2 separate regions of the Lactuca sativa genome follow, and region 2 is linked to region 1. Evidence: chromatin contacts called from public Hi-C data. All regions are on one chromosome and are shown on one strand. The core of a region is the stretch at or near the end of the contact, and the rest is flanking DNA. Distances in the headings are between cores, read along the strand shown. Region 1 holds the start of LOC111911960 (NEDD8-conjugating enzyme Ubc12). Region 2 holds the start of LOC111911961 (NAC domain-containing protein 71).

Region 1 (2,550 bases), core at 37-2,536:
TACTAATTCTGCAAAAATGATTTTAGGGTTTTTTGACTGTTGGAATTTTGAAATTGGGGTTGTTTGCAACTGACTGAAATAAGACTGAAGAACTGAAACGAAGTGTTTCGTCGGAAAAATTATGGCGCCTAAAAGATGTTGACTATAATATGACCAAATTGTCCTCAGACATACAATGACTCAAATTTGATTAGTAAGGGTAGTTTTGTTAAAAATCATAACTAAAAGAAAAATCAATCTATTTTAATACACAACTGACACAATTGATATATGCCTTTTTAATCTAGCAATTACCACATTTTACCACCACAGCCATGACCCATATGTCATCCATGGGTTACCATCACCCATATGTCATCCATAGGTGTTACCATGCGCTATAAGCAACTACCATACTGACCAAATGACCCATATGTCATCCACGGGTATACCATGACACTATAAGCAACTACCATATTGACCAATGACCCGTATGTCATCCATGGGTATACCATGACACTATAAGCATCTACTATGTTGACCAAATGACCCATATGTCATCGTTGGGTATACCATGACACTATAAGCAACTACCATCTTGACCAATTGACCCATATGTCATCCATGGGTATACCATGACACTATAAGCAACTACCATATTGACCAAATGACTCATATGTCATCCATGTGTATACCATGACACCATAAGCAACTACCATATTGACCAAATGACCCATATGTCATCCATGGGTATACCATAACACTATAAGCAACTACCATGTTGACCAAATGACCCATATGTCATCCATGGGTATACCATGACACTATAAGCAACTACCATATTGATCAAATGACCCATATGTCATCCATAGGTATACCATGACACTATAAACAACTACCATCTTGACCAAATGACCCTTATGTCATCCATGGGTATACCATCACATTATAAGTAACTACCATCTTGATCAAATGACCCATAATTCATTAGAGGTTATAATGCGACAAGTGGAGTTAGCACCTCCGCCACCTTTTCACATTCACATGCCATACGTTCGTTGTTGGAACGAACAATTTCCTCGAGATGGTGGAGAGGGGACGAGCGGAGCACGACACCGGCGAGGATGGGCTTTATTCTTTTTTTTTTTTTATTTATTTGCTGCCACACATGAATCTGGTTCGTTACTATAATAGTATAGTTTTTAAAAGATAATGCTTTCATATAAAATAATCTATAAATATAACAAAAAATCTGAAGTATAATAATATAACAAGAAAAATAACAAATACATCACTATTAGGAATAGACGAAGCCAAATTTCCAAATAGTAGACTTGCTTTCAGCGTCGTTTCGTGTAGATTCTCTCACCATCTGTTTCGATAAGAACCCTCTCCCCGAAATCCCAAATATCTTTCTCTCCTCCTCTCTTCTCTCCTTTTACTCGGCTTTTGATCCAACAGGTTAGCTTCCTTTATGCTTGTAAATCACATGTACATGCATATAATTATTGAATAAACACGCCTGATTTCCGTGTTATTCGATCAGATCGCAATATTGGTAGCTTTTAAGAAACAATTCTTTAGCTCAGGTTTTGATTTTGACTAATCGTGAGCTCATTTCTCTCTGTTCTGGTTTGATCTAAGCATCTTTTTCGACTTTCTTCGTTTTGGATTTGCTTGTTCAGGGTTTAGCTAGTAGTTGTTTTTTGACTGGATTAGTTTCCGCCTTTAAATATTCCGGCAACTGATTTTGTGCCCTAATTTTGGCAACCGATGCTATTATTGGGCTTTTATTGTTTCCTCAGTTGCTAAGCTTCCTTTAATTGTTTTCTTATAGTTTGCTTTACCCTTACGCTGACTTTCATGATAGATTCTGTGAAAATCTCATCTTATTCATTGGTTCTTTTGCTCAAATGTGAAATCTGTAGTATTTGGGGAACATATTTTCCTTTTCTGTGAATCAAATAGTGTTTAGAGTTCAAATTTTGAGATTGATAGTGAAATTCTGTTATCTTCTAGATTTATTTTCATTTTGTTGCTAGTTCCATGCTTCCATCAGCAGCTGTGATTTGATCATCAATATCACAGGATCTTGCTTGTGTGTACATCTGTTTTATAAAGGTCAATACATAAATACTAATGTTTTCTGCACTAATTTTACTTATTCTCTCTTGTTTTACTATAGGTATAATGATTAAATTGTTCAAAGTTAAGGAGAAACAAAGGGAACTTGCAGAAAATTCTAATGGCAAACCACCTGTTAAGAAGCAAAGTGCAGGCGAATTGCGTCTTCACAAAGGTAAAGTTACTTCAAATCAAATCATGATTCTGCTTTTGCAAAATTCATCTTTTTTTTTTTTATTCTTTTTGCAGATATAAGTGAATTAAACCTACCCAAGACATGTAGCATATCATTCCCAAATGGAAAAGATGATCTCATGAACTTTGAAGTAACCATTAGGCCTGATGATGGATACTACTTGTAAGTATATGCAACAAAATCATATGTGTATTAATTTATATGCATTCATCTTTCTTTTATCTAACTGATTATCTTCTTATCTTGATTTC
Region 2 (2,550 bases), core at 30-2,529, 250 kb before region 1:
AGCTTTAACATATGTATAAACATGGATGCTATCATGCTAACCAGGGTAATTTGCAGGTGAGAATTGGAAAGGATCCACATCAGGAAGTATGTAGTCAGGTAAGGAGGAGGATCCATTTTTTATCATCATCAAGAACTTACAGATCCCTTCATCTGTTAAGTAGTCACCAAGTTGAGTTGCAGGAAGAATGGAGGATGCTGGAGGACACATTCTGTGGAAGTGAATCTAATTCTCTACATGAAAAATGAAAGTGTTGGTTAAACTGGGATTCATGATTTCTACTTGATTTAACTCTAAAATGTTAATAAGCTGAATAGGTAACCTATTATGATTGAAGTTAGAAAATGAAATTCAGAATTGGAGCTGAATGAATTAAGAATCGGAAACAAGATACACATAAAGGCTAAAGCAAATTATCTATCATTTAGATTTGATGTACTTGATACAAGTTGAGAGAATCTAATCAAGTGAATCAATAAAGTTCAAGGATACTTTATCTATTTCAATAGTTGATATAAACGTTTGATTGTACTATCAGAGTGCAAATTTCATCATCGATCTGCTAACTTATCACTTTGTCCCTTCGAACACAAAGAGCAAATCAGAATTCGAGACAAATAATCGATCTTTTCATCAAGCTGGAAAAGGAAAGGGAGGAAATATTTATTGATTTGACGTTGTTAGATTATTTCTTAAAACGAAGAAGCATTAGAAATCAGACAACACAGTCAAAATCATCGAAACAAAAACACCGAAAACGGAAATCCTGTCAGAATCATTCAATACAACAACTTTAACACCAGATACACAAAACAATAGCACAAATATGAACATAAATCGATCGACCTATACATCAGAACAGCATATTTAATTTAACATCAGAGAAACATCAATACTAACACATCCACGGCATGAACACTCAAAAAACACCAATGATTTGCATAATACTACTCAAAGAATGTATAATTCCAGATGATCGGGGATGTATTTACACACGAAGTCACAGAAAACCCCACAAAGGGTTGGCTGACCCGGTCCACCCCAGGTTTTCTGTGGATTTGGGTGCAGATACAGTGATAGACCGTTGACTCGAAGGTTGGTCAACGGGGAAGATTACCTCCGGCGACCGGAGTAGAAGACTCCGGCGTCTGCTCCTCCGACTCTGTGTGTGTAAATTGTAATGTGTGTGTGTGTGTGTTTGCTTAATGAAATTAAGGAAGAGTGATAGGGGTTATGAGATATATAAGGGGGAATGTTAACTATGGTTGTAATGGGTTAGTACTTAGGTTAGCTCTTTTGGTAAAATCTAAGCCGCCGTAGACCGTAGTTAAGTGGTGTAGCACGTCTTATTGAATCCGGTCGTCGCTACTTTGTACGAAATCTTCAAAATTGTATTCACAAAATCATTAATCATTAATCATTAATTAATCAATAAAATGGTCGGAATGGATAGTGTAATAGTTTGATAGGTGATCATATTCGAATATATATTTACAAAAAAACTTTGCAAAAAACATTTTGAAAATTTCTTTTTTGAAGGGTTTTGTAATGGTGATAATTCATAAAACAATTTTACGAAAAAAAATACAAAACAAAAAAAAAAAACAAAAAACAAACACGATGGACTTGGCAAACTAAATGGTTGGTCATTTTAGTAAGGGAAAATGTCACTGTAGCCTTACGAACTTACGTATTTCGGTTTAAAAAGTCCATTGTGTTATTTTTTGGTTTTATAAAGACATGAATTCACATTTTACCGATTTTTAATGTCATTTTCTAAAAAGTTAAGGGGTCACCCGGTGACCCCTATCCCAATCAGCAGGTTATCTTGTACATGCCATTAGAAAAAAGCCACCTCATACGCCAAATCACATATCACGTAATGTTCATTAAATGAGATGTTTAACCCTTCCTCTACAAGATATATTCTTCTTTAGTCAGTTTCATCTGCCCCTTTCTTCTCTTTTCTTCTACTGTTCCTCGAAAAAGTCTCCATTGGATTCTTGCTATGGGCGTCTACATGAAGATCGATCTTCATTTTGCCAGTACGTTTACGAGCTATCTAGTGATCAGTTACTCAGATGGAGCAGAGTAGATGTTTGAGGATGTGGATTTTGCTGGAATGGACAAAAACGAATTTTTATTGTTCATTCAAAGATTTGCAAACGAGGCATGTGTTAATGTGTACTTTTGCATGCCCGATATTGAGTTCCCTGATTGATTGAGGATAATAGCAACTAAGAAATACTACCATGAGATTGATCGGAGTAGGGTATGATTGTGGCTGTGTAATTTCTGTGTACATGGATTATGTTGGTGTTAATGCTCATCAATGGATTCGTGATGAGATAGTTGAAGTATGCACCCCCCCCCCCCCCCCGAGGACAAGTTTTTTGTTGTAGGTGAAGTAATAGAAGAGTTGCATGTTGAGACAGAAGGAGGCATTGACCTAGATGAAGTGCAAGCTAGTTCAATGTAATTTGGACGATAACATTGAAGATAGTGATTGCATTCCAATGAACAAGACCTTGAATGATGCGTTTTTGAACA

What was found. Hi-C and Micro-C count contacts between places; a contact is called where the count stands out from the background.
Region 2: a Hi-C map of bud shows a contact between it and region 1, with 9 times the contacts expected there. The contact joins the promoter of LOC111911961 here to the promoter of LOC111911960 in region 1. A contact is called at or near these places in 3 of 4 Hi-C or Micro-C datasets (bud and leaf).

What each region holds. Positions count from the first base shown.
Region 1 is chr4:230,766,966-230,769,515 of Lsat_Salinas_v11, reverse strand. LOC111911960 (NEDD8-conjugating enzyme Ubc12) reads left to right here and starts at 1,286. Exons shown (of 6, transcript XM_023907725.3): 1 at 1,286-1,440; 2 at 2,165-2,278; 3 at 2,353-2,461. The coding sequence starts at 2,170.
Region 2 is chr4:231,016,227-231,018,776 of Lsat_Salinas_v11, reverse strand. LOC111911961 (NAC domain-containing protein 71) reads right to left here and starts at 1,279. Exons shown (of 6, transcript XM_023907726.3): 1 at 1,118-1,279; 2 at 42-233. The coding sequence starts at 210.